Linked DNA regions of Arachis hypogaea: region 2 is linked to region 1. The links are chromatin contacts, called in public Hi-C maps. All regions are on one chromosome and are shown on one strand. The core of a region is the stretch at or near the end of the contact, and the rest is flanking DNA. Distances in the headings are between cores, read along the strand shown. Region 1 holds the start of LOC112711085. Region 2 overlaps LOC112711092.

The links. Hi-C and Micro-C count contacts between places; a contact is called where the count stands out from the background.
Region 2: a contact with region 1 is called in a Hi-C map of leaf, with 2.3 times the contacts expected there. The contact joins the enhancer-like site here to the promoter of LOC112711085 in region 1. A contact is called at or near these places in 2 of 8 Hi-C or Micro-C datasets (both in leaf).

Annotation. Positions count from the first base shown.
Region 1 is chr9:79,987,831-79,993,950 of arahy.Tifrunner.gnm2.J5K5, reverse strand. It overlaps LOC112711085, which reads left to right and starts at 3,938. Exons shown (of 3, transcript XM_072203053.1): 1 at 3,938-4,438; 2 at 4,541-4,989; 3 at 5,505-6,120. The coding sequence starts at 4,123. The coding sequence ends at 4,989.
Region 2 is chr9:80,441,108-80,447,166 of arahy.Tifrunner.gnm2.J5K5, reverse strand. It overlaps LOC112711092, which reads left to right. Exons shown (of 22, transcript XM_025763639.3): 18 at 533-603; 19 at 693-812; 20 at 1,325-1,425; 21 at 2,073-2,118; 22 at 2,423-2,799. The coding sequence ends at 2,485. Among protein-coding and RNA genes, the nearest start is that of LOC140175327, 9.2 kb to the left of the region's middle. Within about 2 kb of position 2,431, at least 1 of the 3 cell types and tissues checked has open chromatin away from gene starts, as enhancers often do.

The sequences.
Region 1 (6,120 bases), core at 2,689-5,188:
ATTATATAACGTTTTGTAACGTTAGGGATGATTTTAATAACAAAAAAAAGTAGGGGACGAATTCGATTTTCACCTCAAACTTTAGGAACGAAAAAAAGTACTTAATCCTAATAAATACAAGTAGATGTATTTAAAATATTTAAATTTTAATATTTTAAATAAACATCTTATTATTATTTTAAATTTTTTAAAATGATAATAAACGCTCGTATTATTGTAAATCATTTTAAAAGTAATACAAGTACATTCATTTAAAATTTTTGAATATAAAATAAATATATTTTTGTCATGTTAGAAAAACACAACATTTTAATTTAAAAATAATAGAATTGTTTTAAAATAAACATACGCATATTCTTTTAATTGTGCTTTGATAGTATGGGGGTGTGGGATAGTTGCATATAAATCGTGCTATCCATCGTGGTTTAGGTGTAAAAAAAAAAAGTAAATCATGCTACTCTAGAATTAATTATATACAATTTAGTTATTATTTTTATAATTTGCGGTAGTAATTAAGGATACATGATTGAGATTTATCTGAAGGAAAATTCTGTGATGCTGAAGAAAGATTCCTCAACACATGCTCAAGCTTATGTGTCAAAAGATGAAGGAAAACGCGTGTCCCTCAAGAATGATGGCAACTGCAGCACTGGGGATGTTGCTTTTCAGAAGTTGTCCCAACTTGATAGATGTGTAGATAATCATTAAGAAAGGCTAATTAATTAAGTTTACAAAAGTAAATTTTTTTTGAATGTAATATTTGGTTTTTGGTGGAGTTGTGTTATTGGTCCGCTGGGCCTTGGAAGTTGGATTTTTGGTGGGTTATGGGAAGTGATAAAAACGCCATGGATATAATCATGGGCTCCGCAAAATATATGGAGGTTACATCACCCTAACAAAAGTAATGGGCCTTAGTATGAAAACATAATGGGATTGAAATTCTTATGTGAGTTGCAACCAAAAAAAAAAAAGGAAATTCTTATGTGAAATAATTAAGTTTCAAGTAATTTATTAATAATTATAAACACTAATTATGTGTATACTTAATTAATAATTTATGTTATTATTTTAAATGATGGACATGATTAAATAATTTAATTATCTATCGAAGATAGTGAATAATTGATTCATGTTTAACTTATTAATAATTATAACAATTAATTATTATAAATAGGTATATCTTTATTTAATAAAAAATTTATATTAATGACGTATATTCATTATTTAAATAATAATTAATATACATAATTAATACTATATCAAAATTAAATATTTTTGTTAGTGTTAAGTTAAATTATAGTTAATAAAATTTATTTACGTAATAAAGTTAAGTTAAATATTTTTGTAAACGGATGACAGCTGAACTTTATCAGTAGAAACTGATATAAGTGGAATCATCATGATAATATGTTTTTCGCAAAAATGTTATTTGTATAGCTACATTATCCTGATTACTAAGATCAAATTATTCTACCTTCGCATGCACTCAAATTACTTACTTTTCAAAAGCTATAAATTAGTAAACCAACTAGAGATACGGTTGGAGTTTAGGGTTGATGAGAAAGGGTTTATGGTATAGAGTTGGACAAACATGGTTAAACTTTGACGGTGTACGATTTAGGAGTTATGATTTAGAGTTAATAGGTTTTGTAAGTTACATTTTGGAATTTATAGTTTATGTTAAGGTTGCGAGAACCGGACCGGTCAATAAATCGGTAAAATTATTGGTTCAATGATTTATTGGTTCGCCTGGAGTTTAACCGGAGTTCAACCGGTTTAATTAAATATTAAATAAAATAATTAAAAAATATGTATATAACTTTGAATATATAAATTCAATGATTTCTACGTTAATAAAATTAAAAATTTCACAATTTCACATCATAAATTATACATAATTTAATATTAAAAGTTCACAAACAACTTCAGTCATCAATGTTCATAACAAAAAAACAACCATAGGCCCAAGGCATGACCCAAATTGCTTTCATTTACACAACCACAGACGGTTTCTTCTTGCACATCACCTCAAGCAGATTTTCTAACATCCACTTGTAAGAACTGACACTCTCATCAAATAATAGACCAAACCCAAAGATCGTGGTTTGCTTGCGGTTGTTAGACCCTGGAAAAATCACAAAGAGGTTATGTCAAGAATCCGACGCTGATAATGGTTTGTGTTGGTGGAAATTGGCGGGACAGTGGTCGATTGTGAATGTGTGGTTGGTTGCACAGTGTTTAGAGTCTCTTGTAATATGAACTTACTGATAGACCGAATGTAGCTGATAAAAGGCTCTAGGGTTAGAAGAAAGTTAAGTAGTAGTCCGACAGCGGACTCCATAGGTATCTTCACTCGACCACAGTTACTTTGTAATAACTTTGTAGTTGATGGAGAGTGTGATACAACCCCCTGAATCGTGAGAATTTTCGATTAAGGATTCATGGTCAAAAATTTGGGTTGCAGAATTTAGATATTAGTGTTGATGACCATGGGTTACTGGTCAGAGAGTTCGAGGAAGACGGCTAGAATGTGACGGTGTAAGATTTAGAGGTTACGTTTTAGGGTGTATACTTTTAGGATAGTAGGTTTTATAAATTACATTTTGGCGTGTATAGTTTGTATTGTAGGATGTTGAATGAAATAAATTATCTCAATGTTGCAGGGTTAAAAGTTTTATTTTTGAAATTTGTATACACGGGTGTCACATCCAGGGACGGATCCAGAAAGTTTAATATGAAGGGGCCAAATTTCAGATAATTTGTTTTATTCTAAAAAAATAACTAACGTATAATTATCATAATTAGTTTTTTAAAGATTTATGAATATTAAATTAATTAAGTGAAAATTATGAGTAAATAAAATAATTAAGACATAAATATAATTAATAATAAAAAAATACGTATAAAATTACTAGATTACATAATATTTTGTATTTTTTTAAACACATGCGATATATCTAAATATAGTTTCTAAAAATTTTACGAGAGTCGAGATCACTACTCGCCCCCTTCTAGGTCCGTCCCTAGTCACAACACTTATATTTCGAAATTTAAATAATAATTAATATACAGATTTAACCTAAATCAACATTAAATAATTTTGTTAGTGTTAAGATTAAGTTATAATTAATTAAATTGCTTTACATGAATAAATAAATTTAAGTTTTAAGACTTAGAAAATAATCTAACATTGTTTTTGTATATTAAATAATTTGAGAATTCAGTAACATCTTGAGTTATAGGTTGGGTATTATTTTTATATATGATGTTTTTAACGTTTATATTGTTAAACAGTAACTTATTTTTAATAATCTGAATCTACATATATTATTGTACAAAAATGGTCACTGTGTTCATTTTAATAGAACCAACGTAGTTAAGAAATAATAAGAAATAATGAAAGAGACTCCATATGGCATAAATGAATTGTTTAATTACTGTCACAAATACCAATGTAGAAGTAATTACTAACAGAGTATATCGATGTGTAGATTATATGGTTTTTTACGTCAAGTGGTATTTAGAAAGCAAGTAAGTATTAAAGTTATTCATTACCAATGAGAAAATTTAATTTTCAGTTAATTATCAACTACTTAACTAGTATAATTTAAGTAATTATCTTCATATTTTGATTTTATGTAATTTTTTTCTATTTGTAATAATTAAAATTTAAAATATCATTATTATTAAATGAATTTTTTATCAAAAACTTTTTTTTTCACATGATTCACGAAAAAGATATTTTTATTTTAAATTGTATACAGGTAACATAATAAAAGCCATATGTTTATTGTATTTATGTATTAGCACGTAATAGTTTTTACTAAAAGACATCGACATTATTGCTAATATTTTACATGTAACATCGATTAAGACACGTGGACACGAATGACTGGACAGCATGAGTTATTAAATGTTGTAACCCACTATAATCGAAGAAGTTTAAGTGCCCACAAATTAAATACATTGAAGGAAAATGAATGCAGGTAGTATGATGATGAATGGTTGGACCGGTGGTTTTGACGGTTCAGTATGCTGGAAACTTCGGTAAGCTTCCTTTATAAGTCATTTCGTTTCACGTTTGTTCTGCCTGAAAAGAAACCCACTTAAGGTGCTGCATAGATGGATTCTGGTCGGTTCCGTTACTACGTCGTTAGGAGAGGACGAAAGCTAGGCATTTACACCTCTTGGGAAGAATGCAATCAACAAGTCTATGGCTTCAAGGGGAGTCAGTTAAAAGGCTTCATGGTAAGGCGCGAGCCGAAGGAGTGGCTGAGTTTGCCAAGACAAGACCCAGTTGGTGAAGATACTGCCCCGGAGCCTGAAGATTTGGTGTTAAGCTTTGGAGCTATGTCCGTCGGAGACTCTGGCAGCGTTACCGGAGACGAGAGCAGCGGATCTGTGGCCGCCGGGACGGACTTGCTGCCTCAGAAGCCAGGTGCGTGTAGCTTGTGTTTATGGTTTGTTTATTTATTTATTTTGTGTATGGTAACCATCGGTGTTGACCTGGATGTCATGTGTTGTGCAAAACTGTTCCTAGATATGGTGCCAGAGTTTGACCCCAAGGCGTTCGTCATAATGGAAGACATGGAGCAACTTTTGTTACAGGTTTGTGCTCGACTTGAAGTTGGACCGCCAGTGTTTTTCATGCGTGATGTCTTCCGCAGCGAAGGAAAGAAATATCATGGGTTTGGGGTTTCTTTGCAAAGCACCGCGAAGGGGATAAACTTTTTCGTTTCGGGGCGGTTGTCGACTGATGAGGGACTGGCAAGGCAGGATGCCGCCTTCATCACTTTGGAACGACTCCTTGAAGAGGCGGAGGTGAAAATTTTTGACTTCAATTTCCAAGTTGTTCTTCGATACAAGGAGGACCTTGCTGAGGCACACCGCATAGCAAGGTTGTCAGCCACAGAGCATGTAATGATGCTGGAGAAAGAGAACGCTGAGCTGAAGCAAAGGTTGAGCCTCTACAATCAGATGTTCATGTAGGTAGGAAGAATGGCTTTCGTTGTGTCCGGTTTGTGATGTCCCTTTTGTGTGCTTTTCACTACTTTTGTCTTTTAGTATTCACAAGAATGAGGAAGCTAAAAATTCCAAGTTATGATATGTACCTCAGTTTCAACATGGATTCTGTTGCAGAGAACGTTGTTTTTCTCCTTTAGGCTGTATTTATTCCGTTAAACTTACTTTACATGACGTCGGCGAAGTTCATTATTCCATTAGTTTATTTCCTTTCGGTTCTTATTTAATGGTATTTATTGTCATAGCTTAAGATTGTGTCTCCGATTCATTTTAGGGTTTAATTTTGTTCCCGGTTGAAGCAAAGTTTGATGTTAAAAGTTTAAATTTCAGTGGCACAAGGCTTTCCTAGTTATTAAGTGATAACCGTTACAGTGTACGAAGTTTCTGTAGATTAAAAAATTAAACTTAATTACTAATAGGGTTTCGACGAAGATAAGTAACATGAATAACAAGTCATCGTTGCTGGCCTTATTCTGTTTCAGGAAGACTAGGTGGCATCACCTGAGATTGAAGTGTTATCTTTGGGGTTTAAGGGATAAGTTATGAAGACGTGATGGAAACCCCGATTTCGTAAATAACGTGCATCTCTGGGAGGAGGCGTGTTGAAGGGGATGAGGGTCATATAGCCATCTTTTCAGAAATCAGACGTGGGTCAATCCTAAAGACCCTACACTACTGACGGTCACATCCAACGACTCAATTGGTTGATGTATTTCTTTTAGGCGGAGTTATCGTGGATTCTAATGAATAATCTCATTGATTAAAACAAAAAGAAGCTTCCGCGGAAGGTTTGTGACGATGTTGGTCATTTCGGTTTGAATTGGAATTGAGTTTTCCATTGCAACAGAACTGGATAGTAGAAAATAGTCGGTGAAAAGATATTTCGATAAGTATTTGTCGCATGTTTTGAACCACCAAATGGGCAACTACGTTTTGAATGTAACCGCTTTTTAAAAATTGCTTTTCGCGTATAAGTGATTCTTTGCTTACATAATTTGTATTTAGTCATTTTGACTGAATTTAAATTTGAAAAAGTGAATACTGTTTCTGTTATATTCATGTAAACAACTTTTAAATAAATAAGAAATTAATCACTAA
Region 2 (6,059 bases), core at 1,182-3,681, 450 kb before region 1:
TGATTGATCTCTTATGCTTATGCAGCATAGGAGTTAAAGTCTATCATTTGTTGCATTTGTGTTCTATAAAGTGGGAAAATAAATATCATGACAGTTGTGGGAAAGTTGATGCAGCTATAAGCCTGACCAAAGCATTAATATAATGCATCTTAAATATGAAGCTATCCTTAGTGTGCTTTCCTTAATGATACCGGGATAGTCCGATAGAGGTGGCATTAACCTTTACCTGTATGAATTGGTGTGTGGATGCCCTTTCTTGGTTAGTGAAACAGAGAGGCTAGTTTCATCCTGTAGGTACTCATTGTGCTTCAGATATTTATGGTGCATAATATGATATTTATTTGAATTCTAAGTGGTGTGTTGTCCCAAAAAAACACACTGAAGTGGAAACAATTTGATCTTAATTCTAAGTGAACATATCTACTTTGGATGTATTGTGTTGTTTTCCTTGATTTCAGTTTTGTGCTATGGCTGCAATTTTGTGGATCCCTCCTAAATAAAATAGCTGAAGTATTCTCTTATTTGTTTTCAGATCCTGAAATGCAGAGTTGCATAGAAAAAGCTTTTTACACGGGACAAGCTTCATATAAAGTTTCTCTTTCGGTAATTGAATGTAGCAGAGTTTTGGAACTTATTTTACTTATGTTTGGAGAATTCACGGTTACATAAATAACTTTGGCTTTGTATTACAGACTGGATATCTTGATATATGGGAACCAGCCACATTGACCGTTAAGAAGGAAGGTTATAGTATCAAATGTAGTGGACCAAATGGAGTAGTCATCACAGAAAAGTTTGCGTCTTCCAGCAGTGTATGAAGTTTGATTATTTGATGCTTTGTGTGAAAGTTACTGCTAGTTAAAGTTGTATAAAATTATTGAATGAGTAAAGAAAGTAAAACGGATTCTGGGATCATTCAGTAAAATATTCCTCCCTGGAAGATTTCCTTTTAGTGAACTCTTGGTAGTAATAGTTTACTTGTGCAGTGTGCTTACTACTACTATTATTATTATTATTATTATTATTATTATTATTATTATTATTATTATTATTATTATCTCAATAGCTTTCTGGGAAGTGCAATGTGAGTGCACATTTTACCCCATTCCTTTCCTTCCCCCCTGATGCCCAAGTGATCTCACTGGTCTGACCAATAGAATACCCTGGAAAGGACAAGTATTCTTAGCAGTCTTGTTGGATGGGTCTTAGAATTATTTGAAAATTGTTGTCATGCCTTTTTGTTAATCTCTAAAATTAATCTTAGTGTTCAGCAATTATTTATTTATTTATTTATTTTAATCATACGTGGCTCTTCCTTTTTTAGGTTATGATTCCATATGGACATGTTTCAGAATTTATTATAATGGGTTCAAGTGGAACTGACCATCTGTTAAGAGCAGAAAGCACTCCAACAGATGTTTCTGGGTAAGTATTCATTCTGTCGTGTTGTTGCAAAAACGGACAAAAGCAATTGAGTGACACGAGAATTGGTGAACAAGTTTGATATTTCAGCATTGAATGCTAGAATTGGTTCCACATAAAGACTAGAATCATAGAATAGGAGTGTGTATTGAATAGGGAAACTTCCTAGCATTGTGCTAGAATTTTGGGGAGATACAAGTAAATGTGTAGTTACAGTTAGTGGAAGAGTTGGAGTTCCACAACCTCCAAGATGCAAATTTTAAAATGATGAATCAACCATAACTAGTCCCTCATACCCTTTATTTATAACTATGCTAATTAACTAATGAGTCCTAACACTGAATATATAATGACTCTTCATGAGATTTCCCTCACCCTAAAGTTTAAGGTCTACCCAATAGACTTAGGTCCCTAATCCTTGGTGTAACCTTGAGCAATAAAGATTTGTTAGTGAAGAGGTGAACAAAATTCTGATATGGTGCTTACAAAGCTTTCAGAACTGTGGATTTATTTATTTATTTTTAATCTCTAAGCCAGACGTAGGAGTATCCTGTGTCGTGTTTTCTGATGATTGTAGTGTAACAACTTTTTTTTATGGTTATTTATTTTTAATTTTTTTTTCTGATAATATTTTTATGTTCTTTTTGCAGTGCAAGAGATACTATTGTGCTCACCTTGAGATTATTCATCTTAAGGGTAAACAAACTTTTCCCTTAACTTATATATTACACATTTACACCCTCCGGTCTCAAATATTCTCCATTGCGACAAAGGGGTACATTGAAAAACCAATGAATTTGGACACAAATATCCCAGTGAAGTCAACTGAAACTTTTATTGCAAGTCTCAAAAATGCGAATTCCCTGATTGGATAATTGGCAATTTCAAATCAGTTCACTCTTTTTTTTCCAGTATAAAATATTTAATATTAGACATTGGGCCGGTCTGTGGTGACCAAGTAGTATACTCAAGGCTTAACCCAATTTTTTGGGTTCTGCAGGCTGCGGAGAAAAAGAGAGGGAAGAAAAAAGGATTATTCTTTAACAGTTTAAATTTGAAGTGAAGAATGGTAGCTGTTTGGCAGAAAATCTCTGCTTCATACAGAAGGGTACTGGGATGGGAGATGTGTTTTGTGTGTGGAACGAAAATTTTGCTCCTTTCATATTTATATATACTAGGGCCGAATTAGCTTGAGCTGTAGTTGTGAATTTATGTATTCTTTTTGAATATTCAGTAATTATTTTTTCCCCCATAGCCCTGTAAGTCAAGTGTTGTATTGCTTGCTGTACTTGTCATTCTTGTGCATATTTTTTTCTTGCATATTCATTCTAGTTTTCTCACTTAAGTGAAAATGATATATAGTTACCATTTGAAATTCGTGTAACATGTCCCATTTTCCGGTTTCTTTTTGTTGTCTTTTTTCTTTTTAATAGAAAAGTTGGAATATGTATCAATAATAGTTTAGGTATTATTATTATTATTACTTGGTTGTGATGGTATTGTTTTATCAGCTGTTTAAAAGTAAAGGGATTTTTATATTCAATCTGTATTCATCATTTCCAATAAACTCAGTAAATTTGATGTGCTGTTTTATGTGAGTACATTATTCTTGTAATAGTATGTGGGGAAATTCTGATTGAAGACCCAATAAAAGACTTGTTGAGAAATAGTTTTTACTTTAAACTATCATTACAATAACAATTGTCATTCGAAGTAGGTTGATCTATTATTTCTTTCCACTTTTCTTTTTTCCTCTCTTTTTTCCTTTTTTTTCACCCTCTTTTCTTTTTCTTCGCTTTCTCTGCTTTCTCTCGAGTTGGATATAACTCATTTTTGTGGATTTATTTATCACGATATCAGAGTCTGAGTTGACATCAAATAAAAAATTGTATTATGTGTTTTATTTCAAGGAAAAATAGATATAAATATTTTTCTTATTTATTTGAAGGTCAATTAAATTCATCAAAGATACCCTGAATGATATGAGACTACTAGACATAAGGAAAACACGAATAGTGATAAAGGATAAAGCATCTATAAAGAGGACTACAAAGACAAAATAAAACAGCATTCTGAACATTGAAAAAAGAAAATATGGTGGAATTGTCACTAAAGAGAATGATGAACTTTGGAATATCAGAGAAAGAAGAGAGAAAGAATTAAGACAAGCTTTTAGAGAAAAAACACATGACGACTACTTATCGCAATTTAGAGACTAGTTTTTAAAATGTACAATTCATACATAGAAAATAAAAATGGTTAAATAGTGTAAAAAAGTATGACAACTTCCTGCATGTGTTGCTTTGTATGTACTTTCTCAAAAGAAATTGTTGCATCCTTTATTTTTCTCTGAACACTGGCCAACTATCAAGAAAAGACTCTTTTTCTCTGAGATGCCTAGATAATAGTCTTTTCTATTTTATTGTAAAATGTATATTTTTCTCCTACAAAATTAAAATAACATACATTTTTGTCCACTTGACAAAAATACCTTTCAACAATTATTGTAAATGATATATATATATATATATATATATATATATATATATATATATATATATATATATATATAAAAGTTAGTAATAATTATTTGATTGATTTAAATAATAATAATAATAATTAATAATGTAATAAATTGTATTTATTTTATTATTGTATCATTAATCATGGAATATATAAAAAGTTTAAATAAAATATTTTATATTGTGTGATAAAATATTAAAAATAACAAAAAAATTACAATAACAAGAAATATATATTTATATTATTATTATTATTAACTAAATAATTGTTACTAATTTATTTGAATAATAATAATTATAAATGATATTTTAGTCAAGCAGTTTAAAGAGTATATTATTTTAATCTTAAAATGGAGAAGATGAATGTCATTTAGACATATTAGAGGAGAGAGAAGGTGATTTCCTCAAAAAATATTGTCCATTTAGCACCAAATATAGCTACTTTACCTGATTACAAGTTCCGACTTTTACTGTTAAATCAAAATTCCATTAAGTAAGGTTTCCTTCCATAATGAAGATATGTGATATATATCCGAACATCAAGATCAACCATATATGTGGGGATGTTCCCTGTGCGTGTGATTAGTAGAGATATATAAAGCTAAAGATTCTGAATCTTCACGTAAAATAGTGAATCCTGAATCTTCATGATATTGTGACGTAGAATTGATTGATCGATTACTTTAATTTGGTGTTGTGTAAAGCGCTAAGTAGCTAGTTGATGAATGATTTTTATTGATGTGGTATTGGTCAATATAGTAAATATTTTGGTGTTTGAGTTTTCAACATCAGAATTGAGAATGAGAAACAATTTTTTGTTCTCTTTAAAAAGTAAGGTTCTGAAAATTAACCTAGTAATCGAATTGGTAGAGTCAGAAGTTTAAAGTTTCAATTGAGATTCAACCGTATATAATAGAATAATATATTTTAATAAAAATATTATTTATATACTAAAATTAATTACTAAAATCAGTTATTAATTTTATTAATATATTTGTGTATAAATATATATTATTTAATTTATTTTTATTGTATATTTATATTTTAACATATATTTTATACTAATAGTTAACTTTGGTGCACACCTATGTATATAATATATAATCTTTTAGATAAAAAATATTTTTTTACATTTTATTATTTTAGATTGATCAACTGCTAAAAAACAGACTGATTCCACCGTTAACTGATTGTTTGACTAATTTTTCTAACTTTTTGATTGATTTGTTTCTAATCGTTTTTACCACTCTTTTCATCAAGATATTTCAGTTAGCTGGAGTTATTATAAAAAAAAAAAGTTGAATAATTTTCTCAAGATGAAAAGTTACAAGTACTCAAGTAGAGAGTTCAATCCTGGGCAGCAACAAATGCATGATTGGTTTGCTTTATTAGTAGTGCAAAGTGAATCATAAAATTGAATCACAATTGTGTGAATGTGATTCAAAAGAACTAAAGAAGCATATAAAGGCGCTCCTCAAACACATTGCACTACTCACTTGATTGAATGATATTTCCTATATAGCTTGTTCAAGATCATACATTAAAAATTTAAAACATATTCTAATTTGTTTTCCTTTTGTTTTATTTTCCAATACTGACCCATCACATTTATATGCCTACATCATTAAAAGTTGGGACACTCTACTATACAGATTAAAATTGTATAACAAAAAAATATAAATTCATTTTATAAATATTTTTAATTATTTTATTGATATTCAAAATGTGAGTTCTAATTTTTTCAATCTCTCTTTCATTCCATAAAAAAAAAAATCTGTAAACTTACATCTTTACCATATAACTCGCTTTAAAAAGTTTAATGGTAAATCTTTTTACCCTCATATAGTGATATCACAACAAGGATAAGATTCAAACACAGCACGCACTCTTCAACAAGTTTTTTTTTTTTTAATACCACTATATATATATATATATATATATATATATATATATATATATATATATATATATATATCAATGACTAGTCACCAAAAAAAATATTATCAATGACTAATCCTATTGGTGTTAGAGTAGGGCTCATCATAAAGTGCTTGTGTGATTTTCATGAAACATATTTGTGGAAATGGAATCCCTTCCGTGTAAGCTAAGCTAACA